Regions from separate parts of the Mus musculus genome. Here region 2 is linked to region 1. Evidence: chromatin contacts called from public ChIA-PET data. All regions are on one chromosome and are shown on one strand. Each heading gives the region's core, a stretch centred on a gene start, on an enhancer-like site or on the middle of the called end of the contact. The rest is flanking DNA. Distances are from core to core; before and after follow the strand shown. Region 1 overlaps 4933430H16Rik (RIKEN cDNA 4933430H16 gene). Region 2 overlaps Stard5 (StAR-related lipid transfer (START) domain containing 5).

What was found. ChIA-PET counts read pairs in DNA pulled down with a chosen protein or histone mark.
Region 2: a contact with region 1 is called in an RNA polymerase II ChIA-PET map of memory CD8 T cells, with 9 read pairs. The contact joins two enhancer-like sites. A contact is called at or near these places in 4 of 39 promoter capture datasets (embryonic stem cells, hippocampal neurons, liver and 1 more), 1 of 115 datasets of contacts at active chromatin or transcription factors (memory CD8 T cells) and 2 of 9 other capture datasets (adipose tissue and embryonic stem cells).

What each region holds. Positions count from the first base shown.
Region 1 is chr7:82,956,072-82,960,498 of GRCm38.p6, forward strand. The region is part of intron 1 of 4933430H16Rik (RIKEN cDNA 4933430H16 gene); the gene reads right to left. Among named protein-coding and RNA genes, the nearest start is that of Gm45992, 13 kb to the left of the region's middle. Within about 2 kb of position 1,335, at least 33 of the 459 cell types and tissues checked have an H3K27ac peak or open chromatin away from gene starts, as enhancers often do. A contact at or near this core is called in memory CD8 T cells, where this site is marked.
Region 2 is chr7:83,636,634-83,640,911 of GRCm38.p6, forward strand. It overlaps Stard5 (StAR-related lipid transfer (START) domain containing 5), which reads left to right. Exons shown (of 6, transcript NM_023377.4): 4 at 118-235; 5 at 971-1,064; 6 at 3,789-4,278. The coding sequence ends at 3,936. Among named protein-coding and RNA genes, the nearest start is that of Stard5, 6.8 kb to the left of the region's middle. Within about 2 kb of position 2,673, at least 46 of the 459 cell types and tissues checked have an H3K27ac peak or open chromatin away from gene starts, as enhancers often do. A contact at or near this core is called in memory CD8 T cells, where this site is marked.

The DNA of each region.
Region 1 (4,427 bases), core at 85-2,584:
GAAGGTTTAGAAGGACATGCTGGGACAGAAGAGGAGAGGCATTGAGGAGGACAAGATGGAGCTGGAAGAAAATAAAACTTGAGACCTGTGATTCATGTAACTTAGGTCAAATAGCCCAAAGTGTTGTTTGTGAGCTTTGAAACCTGGGGCTGAGAACATAGCAGAACAGGCCAGGCCATGCCCAGGCAGGCCCGTCGTTAAGACATTCCTGAGGCTGCTTGGCCATAAAGATAAAGAGAATGACATGTCCAAACTGGCCGGCACCTCCCTATCTCCCGCCCTTCTGACCTAAGTTAAATGTTACCTGAATGTACAGTCTGCTGATGTTTAAATGAACCAATCATGTGAAACAGTGCCAATTCCTCCCCCAGCCCCAGCCCCTTTTCTATAAAAACCCCTAGCTTCCAAGCCTCGTGGTCGAAACCACTGTCTCCTGCATGAGATATGTTTCTACCCGGAGCTCCACCATTAAACTACCTCATGTTTTTACATCAAGACGGTCTGTTTGTTCATGATTCTTGGGTGCACGCCGAATCGGGAACAGAGTGGGGGTTTCCCCACTAGGTTCTTTCATTTGGAGGTCCCACCGAGATCTGCATGACACCCAGGAACCTGAAAGAGCCCTTGGAGGTACGTTTGTTTGTGTGCATCTTACATGTTGTCTGTTGTCTAAGTGTGGCACCGCTGAATTTGTGTCTTGGTTTTTCAGTTCTGAGATTGTGAATTTGTGTCTTGGTTTTTCAGTTCTGAGATTGTGAATTTGTGTCTTGGTTTTTCAGTTCTGAGATTGTGAATTTGTGTCTTGGTTTTTCAGTTGTGAAATTGTGGGTTCGAGTCCCACCTCGTGTATTGGTTTTACAGTTCTGGGATTGTGGGTTCGAGTTCTGCTTGTCCCCAGTTCTGGTATTCTGTATTCTGGCAGCTGCCACTGTGGACTGTAAGGGCCCAGTAGCCACAGGAGAGGAGACATCCAGAAGGCCCTGCAAGCTGCGACCCCTGGAAGACGTTCTAAGGGTGAGGGACAGTCAGAAAGGTGTGACTGTCATCTGGCAGAGTGAGGAATGAGTGTGCTTAGATACTGGTGTTTATTTTTTCTCTGTTGCTGTCTTGTTTATGTTTGTGGTTTTCGTCATGGGACAGACTGTGTGTGTGGTGCCGACTGTGGACTTGGACTGACATTAGGACAGAATTTATCAGTGATAGTTAAGAAAAACAACTTGGCGCTGTTTTCCCGAGGTCGGGCCACTCCGAGCACCCCTGACTGCTTGGAGAAGCTCTGGGATGCAGCTGCAAGGCTGGACTGGGGACTTCCAGTGTGGGCGCAGTGGATGCCGCAGCTGGGGAGGGGCCGACTAGAGTCACCGCCTCCGCTGCCTTCCCCACCTCCCGAGTGTCTGCCCCCCTCTGGGGGCATGCTGGTTCCTCCCGCTCCCAAGAGCCCGTGCTGTGAGTAGACCTCCCCCACCCCTGAACCCAGGCCCTGCCTCTGCAAGATGGAAGGACGAGAAGAAGAGGAGGACACTGTGGAAGTGGCCGGCCAAGAGTGCTTCGAGTTCCCTGGCTGCTTCTCATTCCCCTTTCCCTTACATCCCACCTGCCCGTCTTCAGGTTTTGACCAGAGTGCCTCTTGTTAACAGAAAAAATGCTTTCATTTTGAGATGTCAATGGCCCAGTGCAGCCAGCTGTGAGAGCTGCGCTCCCTTCCCTGCCCACGTGTTTTCTCTTCTAGGGTGGCCCCACCCTAAGCTGCTAACCAGTGAGGGAGACATCCGCCCATCCAGGTGGGGAGCACCACAAGTCTAACCACCAGGCTCTGATAGAGAAATTAACAGTGAGGAGAAGTAAAATAAGAGATGAAGGAGATTAGAGAGGTCTGAGATGAGAGAGATACCCCAAATGAGAAATATTTAGAGTAGAACCAGTAAGTAAGAGGCAGAGAAGGTGTATTACGAGAGAGAGAAAGAGAGAGAGAGAGAGAGAGAGAGAGAGAGGCGAGAGGCAGAAGAAAGAGGACAGGAGGGATCGTAGACAAGAGAAAAAATTGACTGGAATCTTGGCCACAGTGGTAGGAGAGAAAGAAAAAGACAGGACCTAGAAACCTGGGCAACAGAAGCTAAAAGGGCTCAGCTGTGTCAGACTGAAGTTACTTATTTGAGATACACCCTTCGAGGTGGGAAACAGTGGCTAAAAGAAGCCAGAAAAAGACTGTAACTACACCAAGGCAAGTAAGAAAATTTTTGGGCACCCCTGGTTTCTGCAGGCTCTGGATACCTAGGTTGGCGACCTTAGCTACCCCTTTGTACCCTCTGACCAAGGAAGAAGAGGTGTTTGTGTGGACCCCAGATCACCAGAAAGCTTTTAAAAAGTCCAGTGGCTTACCTATCCAAGAAGTTAGACCCTATTGCCAGCGGGTGGTTTCTTGCCTGAAATCGATTGCTGCCATAGCTCTGCTTGTCAAAGATGCTGATAAGCTCACTCTGGGACAGCAAAAAACTGTAGTGGCACCCCACACTCTTGAAAACATTATCTAAAAGCCCCCTGACTGATGGATGATGACCAACGCTCCTGTGACACATTATCAGAGCTTTTTTGTTGACTGAACGAGTGACCTTCGCTCCACCTGCTGTCCTCAATCTCGCTACCCTACTGCCTGAGACTTCACCTACTCATCACTGTGCTGACGTTCTGGCAGAAGAAACTGGTACTCGAAACTATCTGAAGGATCAGATCAGCCTTGGCCTGAGAGTTTGAGCTGGTACAGGGATGGCAGTAGCTTCGTGGTTGAAGGTAAGTGGAAGGCGGGGGACAGCAGTATAGTGGTGGACAGAAAGCAAGTGATCTAGGCCAGCAGCCTCCCTGAAGGGACGTCGGCCCAAAAAGCTGAACTTGTGACTTTGATATAAGCTCTATAAATGGCAAAAGAAAAGTCTACACTGATAGCAGATATGCTTTTGCCACTGTACGGAGAAATATACAGACAAAGAGGGCTGTTGACATCTGCAGAGAAGGACCTAAGATGCTGTGGCTAAAGGAAATCAGATGGCAGATCTAACTGCCAAACAGGCGGCCCAAGGAACAATGATCCTGGCAGTCGAGGACCTAAAGATTATTATGATGTCAGAGAGACCAGCTTTAGACACACCCCTGAGCACTATCAAGTTATGGACATTACTTGACCCACCTGGGGGCCAAGAAATTAAAAGGTGTGGCTAGGTCCTTTGACTTCTATGTTACAGGACTCTCTGACTTGGCAGAAGAAATAGTCAAAGCTGCAAGGCCTGTGCTATAACTAATACAGGACACTTCGTGTATACTCCTGAGAAGAGGCTCAGGGGCAACTGGTTGGAGGTCTACTGGGAGGTAGAATTTACAGAAATTAAGCCAGCTAGATATGGCAACAAGTACTTAGGGTTAGAAATAGACACCTTTTCAGGCTGGGTAGAAGCTTTTCCAACCAGGACTGAGACAGCCAATGTGATGGCCAAGAAGATACTAGAAGAAATCTTCCCCAGGTTTGGGATACCCAGACAAGTCAGGGACTGGCCAAGATATTAGAGATTGGTTAGAAGTTACATTGTGCATACAGGCTCCAAAGCTCAGGACAGGTAGAAAAGATGAACAGAATTCTAAAAGAGACCTTGACAAAATTAACCATAGAGACTGGCACAGACTTGGTGCTCCTTCCCTTTGCCCTATTTAGAACTAGAAATACTCCCACCTGATTCAGCCTTACTTTTTTAAAGATCCTTTATGGGGCTCCCATGTCTATCACTGTCTTAAATGATGTGTTTAAACCTACATGTTGTTGTAATAATAATCTGTATGCAAAGTTAAAAGGCTTGCAAGTGGTGCAGAAAAAAGTCTGGTCACAATTGGCTACAGTGAACGAACTGGGTACCCCAAAAGACATCTCACCAGTTCCAGCCAGAGATCTGATCTACGTACACCTACATTATGCCCAGACCCTCAAGCCTTACTAGAAGGGTCCCTGCCTAGTTCTGTTTACTATCCCTTCTTATTCTGTTTTTGTTCTTAACCTTTGGCCCATGTTATGATTTCTATTCTCCACATAGAGATATAGACTTCTAAAATTCTAAGATTAGAATTACTTAGTAGAAGAAGAGGGGAATGAAAGAAAATAAAACTTGAGACCTGTGATTCATGTAACTTATGTCAACTAGCCCAAAGAGTTGTTTGTGAGCTTTGAAACCTGGGGCTGAGAACATAGCAGAACAGGCCAGGACATGCCCAGGCAGGCCCGTTGTTAAGACATTCCTGAGGCTGCTTGGCCATAAAGATAAAGAGAATGACATGTCTGAACTGGCCGGCGCCTCCATATCTCCTGCCCTTCTGACCTAAGTTAAATGTTATCTGCAAGTACAGTCTGCTGATGTTTAAAATGAATCAATCATGTGAAACCATGCCAG
Region 2 (4,278 bases), core at 1,423-3,922, 680 kb after region 1:
GAGGCTTCCTTCCGTCCTGCTTGCAGCTCCCCATGTTGCCCACGCACTTCGTTTCCCAGATGCTGGGTATGAGGTGGACTTGTCGTCAGTGGACCTGAGCCTCCTTTGTTTTGACAGATGCTGTGTGTGAGCAGAACCTCCACGCCCTCAGCTGCCATGAAGCTTATTTCTCCCAGGGACTTTGTGGACTTGGTGCTGGTGAAGAAGTATGAGGATGGCACCATCAGCTCCAATGGTAAGTGGCAGTAGGTGTTCACTGGCTGGCCTAGATGCCGGGCTCAGTCTTACGCAGCCCTAGATCTTCAAGGAAAGCTTGGTGATTGGAAACCACCAACAAGCTCTTGTGTCCCATCCTCTTCCCTTGTCGAGTTGAGATTTTGTGCCATAGGGTTTAAAATGGGGAGACCACATACCAGGGCTTTATCATGTGTGTCCCAGATTTTTGTCAGTGCTGTTTTTATCTCTGCTGATCTCAGCTTGTGCTGTGGACATGCAGATAGCAGCTAATCTCTTTGTAAGTCAGTTTGTCAAGTCATGGGAGCATCTAACCATATGGTTGCTTTCTGGGGTTCCTGCCTTCTGGGGAGCAGAGTCCAGTCATTCCTCTGTATCTGCCCCTGGGGAAGGTGAGGGACACAGCCTCCTTTCTTTGGGCTGAAATCTGAGCGAGGAGTCTTTCTTCTTATATTCTGGAATGTTCTTTCTTCCCAAATTCTTAAAGGGTTGGAGAAAACTGTGTGTGGTAGTGAGTGCATGTGTGTGCGTGTATCTGAGCATGTGTGTGGGGGTGTGGGGGATTGGGGTGAGGATGCACGGGTGTGAACTGGAGTGAGTGTAAATGTAAGGAAGGAAGTTGACTGGGAAGCTGGGCTTCAGGCACTTGGCCTGTGCAGGCGCAGGATCTTCAGTGCTGGCGGTGGAGACCCTGCTGTCTGCAGGTGAGTCCACTGACTTCATGTCTGTCTTCCAGCTACCCATGTGGAACATCCATTGTGTCCCCCAAAGCCCGGTTTTGTGAGAGGATTTAACCATCCATGCGGGTGCTTCTGTGAACCACTGCCAGGGTAAGGAAAGTGGGTGGAGAATTTTGTCTTAGACCCAACCATAACACCACTGTGAACTCAGAAAACAGGCACTTCAACTGTAATCTACAAAAATAATATCAATGTTACAAAATGCACTGTCACACATAGGCTTGCATGACATGATGTGCCACTCTTGGTGGCACCTGGCAGAGGGGTAAGGAGGTGTTACCTGGATTTAGCTTTTGTTGTTGTTGAACTCAGAGATCTGCCTACAGGTGCTGGGGTTAAAGGCATGTGCAACCACCAGGTGCCCAGCCTCACAGGACAGGTCAGGCAAATGTCCCAGTGCCATTAGGCAAATAAGCAAGCTGAGGGTTAGGACAGTTAAGTTATGCGTCCACAGTCAAAGTCCAGGAGCGCAGTGTACTGCCTGAGCTCCAGGTCTTCTGGACTCTCTGAAGATATCCACCAGACTAAAGTAGCTCCAAGAACAAATTCCCCACCCTATGTTCACGCAGCGACCACCTTCCTGTACAAGAAAGGCGGCAGATCTCAGGGCATGGAGGATAGTTCTGAGACCATGCTGTGAATCGGCCCTGGAAAGAAGCCCAAGAGCCCTAAATCACTCACAGATACGGCCAGGGTTTTCCTGAGAGCTCTCTGGGTAATGAGTTACCCTAAGGCCCCAGGTTTATAATGAGCAGCACCCAAGTTAACAGTGAGAGAGATTGCACCTGCTCATGGGTCCCTGCACATAGCCGGAGGGGAAGGTGTGGCCTTCCCCACACAGTTCCAGGAGGCAGGTCTCAGTGCCTAGATTACTAAAACCCAGACAGAGCACCCCCACCTAACACCATGTCTGCTAATCTGGCTCTCCAAACAGCTCTGGGAAGGCTTTTCTTAAATGTCACAAATTTTTTGAGTTTGACAGTGGTAAAGCATGGACGCGTGCGCGCACACACAACTTTATTCCCAGTGCAGAGGAGACCAGACCCTCTGATGTGGGCCTATAAAACTACCCTTGACCACTTTTCATTGCCATGTTCCCAACAGTCAGATGCTGAGACCTGCCTTGCCCTTCCAGGCTGCCGGGCATATTTCAAGGAGGGTCTAGACAAGTAAGAGCCGTTTCTCCTTGAAGCTGAGGCTTAGGGCTGGCTTGGGGAACACACAGTCTGCAAGCTTCAGGCTATGTAACAGTGGTGATGGTACAAGCTCTATAAGAGGGATGGGTGGGCCAGAGAGGTTAAGTAGCTACCCCAAGACCATGAATAGACCCAACAAGTAAAAAGCCACACTTAAACCCGGCCAGGTGGTTTTTATGTTGACTATCTTTGTTTTTCTCTTTTTTAAAAAACAGATAAAAGACATGTGTTCTCTGAGTGCTTAATTCTGATGGGGTGGGAGAAGATAAACAAGGCACAAATTAAAGAAATTATGTTATACATACACTAGACATTGCTTACTACAAGCTAAGTGCTGTATAGAAAACTAAAGGATGATGAAAGGACCTGGGGTCTGGTCGGAGTGAGTCACCGCACAGATCACCAAAATCCCCCTGGTTGGAGCCTCGATTGGCACAGTGGCCTGTGCAGGTGCAAGGTTCCTCTTGGTGAGAGGGTGTGGCCACAAGAGGACTGGCATGGGAGGAAGCCACTGTGTTGGCTCAGTGGAGCCAGAAGAGAGGCTAGAAGAAATCATTGAGGAAGCAGGGCCAGGCCCCTCTAGACATTTTGGGAGCTTTAGAGAGGTCTGAGCAGCCATGCCATGACTTCAGTGTAAACTGCTTTGTGCCCAGAGTAGAAGGAGCTGTGAGTCAGGGCAAGAGGCCACACTGGGGAGCAAGACTGTGTTCAGATCAGATCTGAGGTGTCTGGGCTCAGACTATCTGTGACAGAGGAAAAGCATCTCAGAGGGCAGGAGAGTCTGTGGAGGAGGCAGCACCAGAGCTGCATTTGTGATGTGCCTACTGTATGCAGGGAGCATTCTCTGTGTTCTGCCTACTGTATGTATGTAAGTTCCGCATGTATTCTGATGAGTATGTCAGGCAAACTCCTGGCTTTCCTGTAAAGACAGCCGTGGTGCCTCTGAGGCCCCTTTTATCCACTTTTACTTACTCTGTGTGTCTTTCCCCACGTGGTTTGTCTCTTCTGTGATGTTCTCCCATCAAGCCCAGGGCTCCCCAGAGAGAAACATAGTCACTAACTCAGATTTCTTACTTATCTGTTCAAGTTTCCAAAGAGAACACAGCTGAGTGACTATGAGGGATAGCTTGAGCTTGGGGTGAGGGTGGGGGTGGCGTATGGGCAGAGAAAGTACCCCAGAATCAGTGGGAGGTGGGGAGGGAGAGAGAACATGGAATCTGACGGAGGATTTGTTCCCTCTCCCTCTGTATTTCCCTCTCTCCCTCCCCCTCCCCTCCCCTCCTCCTTCTGGCTGTCTTTCTCTGCACAGGGGTAAACTGATAAACAGCTCCTTATACACAAAGCCCAGGAGGGGTTGGGGGGATGGGCTGTCAGTAGCCATAAGGAGAATCTGCACCTAGCTGTCCTACCAGCTCCCCAATGTGTTTGTAGCAACTGTGCCGTGTGTCCCCTAGAGGCTATGCTATCATCCACAACAAGGAGGCTGAGAGGAGTCCTGGGCACTGAATCTAGAGCAGGAGTAGAAGTGACCACCATGTCTGGACCACTTCTGCTGGTCATGGCTCTGAGCTAGATGCTTCCATGGTACATATCTAACCCGCATCTGCTATTTCTTCAGGGATCCCAACAAAACCAACCTGGTCACATTCTTTCAGACAGACCTGAGTGGCTACCTCCCTCAGAGTGTGGTGGACTCCTTCTTCCCTCGAAGCATGGCTGAGTTCTACCCCAACCTTCAGAAGGCAGTGAGGAAGTTCCATCACTGACAGTCGCCTATTGGCAGGGATTGCCTATGGTCCTTCAGGAACTCCAGCTGTTGAGCCTCAAAGGACACGGAAGAGCTGCTGAGGCCTTTTGAGATGCCATAGTTAACAGCAAATCTCAGGGTTCCATTCCAGAGGAGCAGCCCATCCCCCCACACCACCCTCCGTCCTCTTGGGCTTGGTGTGGAAGGAGCTAACCACTAGCTTGCCGTGGTGCACACATAGGCCTGGCAGGCCAGGGCAAGTCCCTCTATGGCCACCTGAGAGATGGCTCACGTACTCTTTGATTCCTTGTGGTCCAGAGCCCTGTGTGCTGGTTGCTGTAAGACACCTTGTCCCTGTGTG